Regions from separate parts of the Oryctolagus cuniculus genome. Here region 2 is linked to region 1. A link is a contact called in public Hi-C data. All regions are on one chromosome and are shown on one strand. Each heading gives the region's core, a stretch centred on a gene start, on an enhancer-like site or on the middle of the called end of the contact. The rest is flanking DNA. Distances are from core to core; before and after follow the strand shown. Region 1 holds the start of CA2 (carbonic anhydrase 2). Region 2 holds the start of WWP1 (WW domain containing E3 ubiquitin protein ligase 1).

Region 1 (5,318 bases), core at 1,958-4,457:
AACATATAAACACATGTCATGTTGCTGGAGGCGCATGCCTCTGAAATTCTCCCCTTGCACCTCACCTCACCCAGGTGTTTAATTTTGCAATCATTTCATTGTCGTCTGTTTAGCACTGTGTAGGAGGAACTGAACAGCCATCCCTTATTGAGGGCCCAGAGGTGGCAGGTGATTTATATGTATCACTAGGTCAATTCTTACAACAACCCTGAGGTGGGTGTCATTATTTCTACTTTACCAATGAGCAGCCAACAGCTTACTGGGGCCAGTGGATTACAATCAGATGATTACAATGCAGTGTCTGATCAGAATGCAGTATCACAAATACTAGAATAAAGGAATTCATTCAAGGAGATAAGGGAGCTTCCAAAAGCCAGTAGCTCTTAGTTTTAATTGATCTTTAATACTACCATTGTTAGAAATATGAGACAAACCGAGCTTTTATTAGGCTTTTAGTTAAATATTTAATATGTCATGCACATTTCCCTTTGTAAAAAATCTAGTATTCGCAAAATCTTCACTGTTTTGGAGAAAGCAATTACATTTACTTTCATATTTTTAATTTTCACCAGGATTAACAGGTTGGAAGCATTTCATCATAATAATTGGATCACAGATGTCAGGATTTTTTAAAGCCCTATTTTTTATTTTTCTGTAATAGTTCACCCCACCCTGCCTCCTGCCCTGGGGCGGAGAAAGTGTCTTTCTTCAGGTTCTATGTAGTTTCTGAAATGGGCCAATCTTTCCCTCTAGGAGAAATGCAGATATAGGGTAAGGATTATTTTTAAAAATCCAATAAGAGAGTAGTGTCTTGAAGCCAGTGAATACCGACAGCCTGCTAAGAATGCCTTCAGCAGAACCAAGTTAGATTGAAGCTGATTAGTATGAAGGCAAAAGTCATGTCTATTACAAAAAAAGATGTCCAGAAAAAAAAAAAAAAGACAACCACTGTAACACCAACAAAAATGGATAAGAGAACATTTGTATCTCCTCTGATTTACCCAAATGTAAGCCCTTTCTGACATGTGGGGAGCCAAGGATTCTCTCTCTTTCTTTCTCTTTGTCTCAGAGCTGGGGTCAGGGGCCAGCTGCCCCTGAGAGTTAACTTTCCAGAAGGGAGAGATAAGAGAACAATCCCCTGGAGTAAGAATGCATTCACTGAACAGTGTTTGGTGGTGTTTGAAGTTTAGCTATTTAATAATCAGAACATGCTCCTAGTTCCTCCAGGTTGGTAAAGCCACAATTCAGGTCAGAGGAAATGAAAGACAAGGATTCCTGCTGATCTAATCGCCTGGCTACCTTCTCAGTTGCTTCACAGCCCACTCGACATTCAAAGATTTTGTACCCAACTCTTAGCATTTCTCAGTGCCATATCCACAGGGCCAACAGCAGACGTTTGCTTGGAAGATCCTGCCTTCCTAATTAAGTAATATTCTAAAATTATGCAAAGAATCACAATTATTTCACTATCAACTGAGAGACTATGCAGCTATAGAGGCATAAATAGCTACAAAGTGCACTTTATAATGTCTAGAAATTTAGAAATACATTGCTGCTCTTTTGCCTATGAATGCCCTGTGACATCTACCAAAAGCCCCAATACACAGAAATACACAGTTTTCTAGAGCCTTAGAACAAATACACCTCAATGTCAGTCATATTTGTGTTGAATTGACTGAAATAAACAGTAAATAATGATTTCCGGACCAATACTGCAGAAACTTACTCTAACATGGCATCCTTTTATTTAGCTATGGGTTGTTAAATATAAGTAATGTGATATCAAGGCTGTAAACTGATTCCCACCTTCCCAATTTTAACCCTAATAACATACCCTCAGAGATCCCGAGGACTACAGTCCAGAGGCCCCTGCTGCCCCTATGATTAATTAATTTTTTTTTTCTCTTGTAGCAAAGTCCCTTGTAGGAAATGCATTTTCTCTCCCTCTGAAAACAGGTTGACATCCCTTAAGCACAGGTAAGCAGCATGCGGTGCCTCCAGTCCATCGCGCTGTGAGGTGTCCACCAGAAGGTTTTCTTTGAAAATCAGAATAGAAAAAATAGGCTTTAGGTCAAAGAAAACGTTTCAATACACATTAAGCTATTAATCTTTTTCCTAATGCTGTCGGAAACGTGCTGTTTATGAAGAAAGAAACGACTAAAGGCAGAATGCCCAGGGCCCACAGCAGTCATAATGCTGCCTGGCCTTTCTGTGGAATTATTTGGAATGATTTCCCACTATGCCAGATGCACATTGCCTTCGCCAAACAGCCAAGGTTCTCTCCTCTTTGGAAGAAATACTCTGACCCGATTTTTCTAAGAAAAGTGATTTCTATTTTAGAAGTTTTGGTTAAGTCCATAGGTACTTAAGTAGGAAGTCTCCTGTCTCCACGTTAATTCTGCATGATAGGAAGGCAGACAGAGGAGGGAGATGAGCACTTCAGGCAAGGCCCTGCCAGCCTAAAAGGAAATGCAATTTCTCAGGTTTGCCTCGGTGCCGGCTGCAGGAGACACAGCAGGGAGTATTTCTCGCCTTCTTCCACGGCTGTCCAGCAGAGGGCGCATAGCTCCCAGCACCCAGGGCTGCTCGCTCCCCAGCGCCTCAAGGACCGTATCCCTATTTGCCCCAAGGTCATAGCTCCTAACCTAGCTTGCCAGCCCCAGGCCGGGGACACGGGAGAGCGAGGCCTCCGACTTGGAGACCTCAGCGCGAGTGTGGCCGATGGAGTGGGGCCGGATGGCTCCGAGGCCACCAATGCGATCATAAAGTGGACAGGAGATGAACGGCGCCGGGGGCCCGGGTCCCGAGCAGTCAGCGGCCGCCGCCAGCGCCCCGGAGGGGGATGGGTGCGCGTAAACGCTCCGCAGCCCGGGTCGGACGGAGGAGCCCGGGAGCCTCCGCTGCCGCCGCCGCTGCAGCCAACGCGCGCCGGAGCTGCGAACCTCGCTGCCCGCCCAGGGCCCCGGCCCCTGGGCCGAGGGGGAGCTGGGCGGCGGGAGAGGAGCTCCCAAGCCTGACCGACGCCTGCAGGGAGAGCATTTTCCCCGCCCTCGGCTCCTGGCCAGTCTGGCCCGCCCCAGCGCAGGGAGATCACCTCCGCCCGTCACCTCCCCCGTCGCTCAGGTCCACCCGGGGTTCCCTCCCCTGGGCCGCCCCCGAGCACGAAGTTGGCGGGAGCCTATAAAAGCCGATGACGGTGCGACCCGCGGACACAGAGCGCAAGAGGAACCCGAACGGCCGCTGCTAGACCGGCCCAACTCCGCCCTGCCCCGACCGCCGGCTCGATCATGTCCCATCACTGGGGGTACGGGAAGCACAATGGTGAGTGAGGCCGGCGTCCGGCGTCCTGGGCCCAGACCCTTGCCCACTCCGGTGGCCGGCCCGGGTCCCGCAGCGCCTGCACCTGCTGTTGGCAGCGGCCGCGGGCCGCGCGGGAGGTGCAGGTGCGCCGGCGATGCCCCCTTCGCCCGGCTCCAAGCCACTGTCGAGGAATCCGCGCGTGTGCAGGCGGAGCGCAGGGCCCTAGGGACGGGGCGCAGCTCGTTCCTCTCTGGGTTTCTGGAGCCAGGGCCCTCCTAAAGCCGGCTGCCAGAGAGCGGGCAGGGTTGTAACGGTGCAGTTTAGTTGTTGACCGCTGAAAAATTAAGGGACCCCCCCTCCTAACCCCAGACATCCCCGTCCGCTTCAGCAGCACCACCTGTGGCCAAGGCTCTCCGCACGACCTGTCCCGGGGCGTTTTGCTGAGCTGAGTTTTCCCTTCGTTTCTCAACCTAGAATGTTAGGGGTATCGGGCACCCGGACCCAGGCTTCATGAACCCCACGGGTCTGGGATCTCCCGGGAAGCGGAGCCAAGAACAAGATGCGCCTGGGGACCTCTTGCGCATCTTTGAAGAGTGCAGGGCTTCCCGGGTAGTTGGGACCTGACCACTAATGGAGCGAGTTCCCCGAGCCTGGGCGGCAGCTCTGTCCTTCCGTCCCGAGCGACGACACGAGGAAGGAGGAATCGGACCTGCTAGAATGGCTTAGTGAGCTTGCACATCCCAAATTCCAACCAGAAGCCTTGATGATATGAGTGTCTGCCCAACTTTAATTGCTTAATTTCAGTAAAAGGACCCTGCAAATAACTAGTATTTATATGACACTAAATATTGGTCTAAGAGCTTTACATGCGTGGATTCTAATTCTTACAACAACGTGTATGAGGTAAGGGCATAGTATTATATGACCCCATATTATAAATGAAGAAACTGAGGCACAGTGTTTTCCCAAAGATATTCTGCTTTTCGATGGTGCTGCCAAAATTGGAGCCGAGCAGATGGCTACAGAGTCATTGCCCTGTTTTAGGGGTCTGGGTGTACCGTTCTCCACACTGTGGGATTCATACTCTTGGTCTCATCCCCAGGACCTGAGCACTGGCATAAGGATTTTCCCATTGCCAATGGCGAGCGCCAGTCTCCTATTGACATCGACACTAACGCGGCCAAGCACGACCCTTCCCTGAAGCCTCTGCGTGTTTGCTATGAGCACCCCATTTCTCGGAGGATCATCAACAATGGTCACTCTTTCAACGTGGAGTTTGATGACTCTCACGACAAAACAGGTCAGTGTCTTGTAGCTTACGGCTGTTTTCCCAGCTTGATGGAGGAAATCAGGAGTGGTGGAAATCCTTTAACCACTACAGTCTGTCTCCATACTCTCAAAGGCTGCTCTGATCATCTTCATTAGGTCAAGAGGCTCCTGAGAAGTAGGCTAATTGCTCTGAAATGCCCCTGGGCTGTTTCTCCCTGGTAAAACTCCTGACTTCTATGTAGGGCGTGAAATAACTGTGACATGCTTGTGAAAAGTAGCAAAGGCAAGATTTCTCCCCCCACCAAGGTCAGCAGTGGCAATGATGAGACTCGCAAGGTATGGATTTTTAAAGATTCTTTATTTCTCTTTCAGGGTCCATACCTAAACATTAAAAATTACGTACCAATGAGTGTTATCTAGAAGGTAGCAGTGAGAAGGATGATGAAAACCTGACAATTTAAAATATTGAAATTCTCGGAAGACCTTGTATCTGTAAATACTTCTTTATATTGGTCTAGTGTGATGAAGGTGTTGGAGTGTCTTGGGATCTATCCAGAAATTTGTCCTGGAAACTAAGATATGTTAGAGTTGGTGGACATACATGGCCTGTTACTGACAAAACCAATTACTATAACTGATTTATAATAGAGCTGTTTACAGGATACCAACTGAATGCTTCTTCTTCTTTTTTTTTTTTTTTTTTTTTCCTTATTTAGATGCCAGAGAACAATCCCATTCTAACATAGTAG
Region 2 (5,685 bases), core at 159-2,658, 680 kb after region 1:
CAGATCTTGCTGGGAATTCTTAGGGAATTGCTGGGTGGGTTGGCGGGTGGGGGGGGGGGCGGTGAGTTGCAAATTCGTGGTGACATCTATTTAAAGGGACTGTTACGCAAAACGAAGAGGGCAAATCAGAGGACATCGTGGTTAAAGCACAGAGATGAGTGAGTACATTCAGGGAAGCGGAAGGAGTTTTTCCTAAGAGGAGGAACAGAGTATATGAGCATGAAAAGGGGCTTGACTATCGCGGTAACCTTCCTCAGGAAAGCTAGGAAGAGCCAAAGAATGAAGCAGCGGGGTGAGCGACGAGCTCAGACGGGCATTCAGAATGATCTTCGGGGATTCAATGGGGACCAAATTCAGGTGTGAAGGCAGAGGTCAGCACTCCTGCCCCGGAGTGGAAGGAAATGTGCATGTGTCCCACCAGGAGGTATTTATTGGATCCCACAAATATTCGTGGAGTGGCATCAACAATGACACTGCCACTCTACGAAAAGCTCTGTTGTGACAAAAGAAGAGAGAGCAGGAAGGGAGTTTTAAAGTCAATGGAAAGTTTAGGTGAGAAAAGTCTTAAAACATGGTTATGCTAACAGGTGAGGTTAGAGAAGTGCCAGGAAGGGTCCCGAGAGGGAGCAGAGCGCAGGTTCGCTTGGGAGAGTAGCAGGGACACCAAGCCTCTGAGAGTGTGGACGTAGGTAATTTGTTGGGGTAGGTGAGGTGTTTGGGCAAACACTCGAGAAATTCATGCATGAGTAATGTGGCCCTTACTCACTTGTATTTGCTCGGCCTTCTAAAAGCAATACACGGGCACTTCCCTAAACAGGCTGACTCGGCGTGAATGATGGAAATAATAGACGCTACCTGATGAGACTGTTATGGGGACTAATTGCGCTGACACATACTCTTGTTCAACATGTATTAGCTTTATCACTGGGCTGACGTGGGCAGGGGTGGGTTGTGAACGTTTTGATTACCAATATACAGAAATTGCAAGTCTTCTGGTATGTCTATCTTCTAAATGCATGTACTTTGGCAACGGGCTCTAAGTCAAGCACTCAGCTAGGTCAAGCAGACTTTATTAACAGCCTGCTTTCGCTGTAAGGCGTTCGTAAAAAAGGACGCCAGTGCCCTAAGGAGCCTGCTTGAGGTCACGCGCAGGTTGGGCCGAGTACCGGAAAGTCAAGTCAGCAGTACCTAGCACTGGCTTAAAGCCTCTTCCCAAACCTCTGCGGAAGCCCCACCCCTTTCACAGGTCCAGGCCACGCCCCCTTCCCCTATTGGCTGGCCCGCCCCCGCCCCCCCACACGAGTCGATCGCTCAGAAGACCCGGAGGAGTGGCCCTTCTAAAGGCGGCGGGGGTGCCCTTGCTGCGCATGCTCGCAAATCCGCCGGATTCCGGCTCCGGAGTTGGAGTCTTTAGGTGGCCGCTGCGTAGCGCGGTGCCCGGGCGGGTGGAGGGGGCGCGCGCTCTGGGCGCGGCGCCGGTGACGCGGGCACGCGGCGTGCTCCCGAGGAAGGGAGGTGTGGGGTCGACTCGGGGGTGGCGCGTGGCCGGGGTGGGGGTGGGGGGAGGGTCGGGTGTCGGCAAACGCGGCGTGCGGGTTTCGAGTGGCTGCAGGCGGCCTGGGCTGCCGGGGCCGACGCCTGGGTGGCTGCCGCTGCCGCTGCCGCCGCCGCCGCCGCGCCTGCTGCGAGATGGCGATCTTAGGCGCGGAAGGTTGAGGGCGCCCGCCGCGGGAGGAGGCGCCGCAGCTGTGGCCGTCCGCTGCCGGGCGCCGGCAGCTTCGCGCAGGGTAAGGACGCCGGGGCGGGGGGCGCGGGGCGCGGGCCCGGAGCCTCGGCCGCGGTGTGGGGAGTCCGGCGCCGACCGCCCCCGGGCGGGACTCTCTCTCTCTCTCTCTCTCTCTCTCTCTCGGGGCCGTCGGGGGACAGTTCGCGCCGCCGTGTCTGCCTTCTCCAGCCCGGGGGGCCTGGAGTTTTCTGGGCTTGGGTCACGGGTCTTGCCCGGAGTTGGCCCTGGCACAGGCCTGGGCGAATGATCCTGGAGCGGGGCGAAGTGTTTCCGTGACTCTGCAGCCGCAGTTCCCCGTTCCCTTCGCCTTCTCGTCTGCTGCTTCTACGTTTCTGCCTCACACCTCCCTCAAAGCACGGACTCCCTGCCCGTGCCCTGACTTTCACCCCCTTCCGCCGTCCCAAACCAAGGACTCCAGTCTCAGAACGTCTCTTTCTGACGTGCTTTTTTTTTTTTTTTTAAATCTGGCTTTTCCACTGATTCCGCAGCCACCCCCCCCCCCAACACAACCCCCACCTCTACCTTTTGTGACCTGGTAGATCTCAGTGACCTTGCAGATTTTGCCAGTCCCAGCCTCACGTGTGACTTCAATCCCCTTCTTTAATCTTTTTTTTTTTTTTTGAGGGGTGGTAGTGGTGGTGGTAAATTTAAATTGATACTTTGTCCATTGCTTTTACAACATTTAAATTGCCAGCCTCATATGCACAAGGACTGTGCAGAGCTTTTCTTTACTCCGTGGATGTGGAGTTGACTTTCTTTTGCTCCGGTAATTACGTGAGAGCTTCGTTTCCAAAAAGCAAAAACAAAAAACACACACCAAAAAAACAGTAGTTATCTATGTATAAATTTGATGTTTTTACTCCTTAAAGACAGAATATTTTGTAAGGGCTTGCTTTAGTTTTCCTTTTTTTATTTGGAAAGATTTTAATCTTTTTTGTGTGTAGGCTCATATGCATAAAGATTGGAGTTTTTGCTTTAAGATGCTAATGGTCATAGTAGCAAAAGCTAATGTCCGAAGTTATCTTTCTTCCCCCTCTCCTCTTTAATATTTTTACCTGAAACACCTGGTTTATAGCTGTCTGCAGGTTTCTACAAGAGTTCATGCTTATGTTTAAATCCATTTTTACCTGTCTCATCAAGTCTGTGTATTATGCAAGCAAAAAATCAGGTTTTAAAAAATAAAGGCATTCTTTTATTTATGTGACTTGTTTTTAGCCATAAAGCAGTATATTGTGTTACTGGAAATTATTATTTTTCATAAATAGTTAATATTTTTAAGTTGAAGATGTTAGTGGCCAAGAGTTGGGAGCTACTTGAACTGAAAAGTGTGAAATGTGTGGAATAGTTCTTTGGAACATAGCTTACAAACATTTCAAAGTGTTTTTCCCATAAAGTGAAGAACTGCTTGTAAGACCCACAACACCATCGTTTTGAAAAGCAGTCCTTACAATGCTTGTTTTTTGGAAGACTAACATGATAGAGGATGTCATAGATAAGGTCTCTGCCTTCAAAGAGATTGTAATCTTTGCTGTTTACCCCAGGACGATTGACATTTCTTTTCCTTCCTTGCACAGTTATTTAGCATCTACTGCATGAGGTATTTTGGGGAATACAAAGAATAATTAACAATTTCTGTCCCCAGTCCTGCGAATAATACACACAAATGCCCCGTTTGTCTTTTAATATATAGTAAAGTTTCATAATGATACAAAAATCCAACCAGAATTTAAATTCAGAAGTGGTAGAGTTGCGATCCTCTGGAAAGGTGCAGTTAGTTAGGAGAACTTCTGGCTTTCTAAATCTTAGTTTTGAAGAATGACTGACATTGGATAGACAGGGAAAGATAATCCAAGCAAAGAGAAGAATCTGAGAGGGCACCAAGTTCATACATCTGGGAAGAGGCACGTAATTATGGTTAAATGGAACACAGAGTTTTTGTACTAGGATAAAGGGTGATAAAGCTTTGGTAAAGGCTTGGGACTAGTTGTGGATTGTTTTTAATGCCATGCTAATGACCTTGAATTTCCTAAGCATTGAGGGCTCCGAAGATAATTTTTAAGTTGGGAGTGAAACAATTTTAGACTATTGTTTTAAGAGGCTTAATCTGGTAGCAGCTTGTATGAGTGGAGGACTAGAGATCCTGGAAGTAGGAACACTTCCTGATTGTCTTAATTGTAGGTGGGGAGGCTCTAAGCTGTTTTGGTAATAGGATTGGAAAGGAAAAAGGAAATAGAATAGCCAGAATTTGAGAGGGATCCAGGTAGATTGGAGGAATAGGACCATTTTGAGCAAGATCCTTGTAGACTTGACCCTCAGTGTTTGTGAGTTACTTTACAACTTTTTGCTGTTTATTAATCCTAACTAAAAAAGCTGCTAGCCTGGAAGACTTCCAGAGGCACAGTGAGGACTCTTCAAAGAGTTTGGAAAATGTGCATTTATTTTTAATTTCTTTTGAGAGACACCGCTCTCAGTTGCTGGTTCATTTCCCCAATGTTTGCAGCTGCAGGCTGGGCCAGGTGGAAACTGGGAGTCAGGAATTTAATCCAGGTCCCCTATGGAGGTGGTAGGGACCCAGCCACTTGAGCCATCACCTGCTGCCTCCCAGAGGCATTAACAGAACTGAAATCAGAGTGGAGCTGGGACTTGAACCCAGGCACTGTGATATGGGATGTGGGTGTCCTAACTGATGGCTTAAGTAGTAGGCCAAGCACCTACTTCACATTATTTTTAATTTTATTTTTGAAGTACTCTTGTATGCCTTATGGATATAATTTTAGGGGAGTCCATGGACCACCTGAAGCTCATTCATGAAACCCCCTTGGCCAGTCAGTTGGGCTGGGGGCTTCTGGGAGCTTTTTAAAATAGCAGAAGCTTCAGATTCTTCCATTCACTGAAAAGAAGACCTACTGTAGAGATAAACTGTGTATAAACCTAGAGACATAGTGTTATGCTTGTGTTGTGGTTGACAGTTTGCAGAGATTTTATACTGTCTCTTGTTATTTTATAGAACAAAGTAGCCAAGAGTATAAATGATTTGCCTTAGAGTTGCTGGTGGGTGAAGTGGAATCAGGAGTGGGGTGACAAAGATGGTTTTCTTTCTTGTATTCAGATAGTACAGCAAATTTACCATTACTTGGAAATACTTACTGCTTTAAGTGACCTCATCAGTAAGGACTAATTGATCCCAGGAAATGACCCTTCCAGCTCTGAACATTTTTAGATTCTTTAGTCTTAGATTTTCATTGTAATATCTGTACGCTTGTTTTCTCTTTGCCTGAAAGCTGGTAGGTCTGAGGAATGAATTGGTGGAGGGAGAGCAGGTAGCATTAGCACACTGATCATCTTGATAACTATTGTCCTGATATCTCTCAGCTTGGGAAGGGAGAGGGAGGTGATGTAAATGAAATAAACTTTAAGGACTTTCTAATCTTTCTGTTCCTATATGCCTTACTTATGAATACTCCTTTCAATCATTCAGGAAGCCCGAAGCAATTGAAAATGGAAACTTTACAGAACAAATGAAATGAGAATTCCTATTCAGTAATTTTTAAAAAAGGATTAAGTAGCTGTCTCTTACTATTATGGTTAAAGCACATTTTGATAAGTGAACAGTTGACATTTTTGTAACTGTTTTGTCTCTCTGGTAGGAAACCACGGCATGTTATTGTTTGTTGTCTGTTATAGTTCTGGAAACTTTGATTCCCTAGTTATTGGGAAGACTGGTCTGTTTAACTCTGCAGAAAAATATTATGTGATAATTAGCAGTGGAAAACCTGATAAATTAACCTTGTACTAGTGTCCAAAGAACTAGTTACTAATGTTTAATGAAGAAAAACTTGTCTGACAGAAACACATTCACAGCTGAATTTCACTCTTTGCTGGCATTAAGAGACTATTTC

What was found. A called contact is a pair of places that touch in the nucleus more often than the background predicts.
Region 2: a contact with region 1 is called in a Hi-C map of psoas muscle, with 2.5 times the contacts expected there. The contact joins the promoter of WWP1 here to the promoter of CA2 in region 1. A contact is called at or near these places in 2 of 6 Hi-C or Micro-C datasets (psoas muscle and an unstated tissue).

The regions. Positions count from the first base shown.
Region 1 is chr6:110,937,978-110,943,295 of mOryCun1.1, forward strand. CA2 (carbonic anhydrase 2) reads left to right here and starts at 3,208. Exons shown (of 7, transcript NM_001195708.1): 1 at 3,208-3,321; 2 at 4,403-4,600. The coding sequence starts at 3,288.
Region 2 is chr6:111,622,143-111,627,827 of mOryCun1.1, forward strand. It overlaps WWP1 (WW domain containing E3 ubiquitin protein ligase 1), which reads left to right and starts at 1,409. Exons shown (of 22, transcript XM_051844599.2): 1 at 1,409-1,787.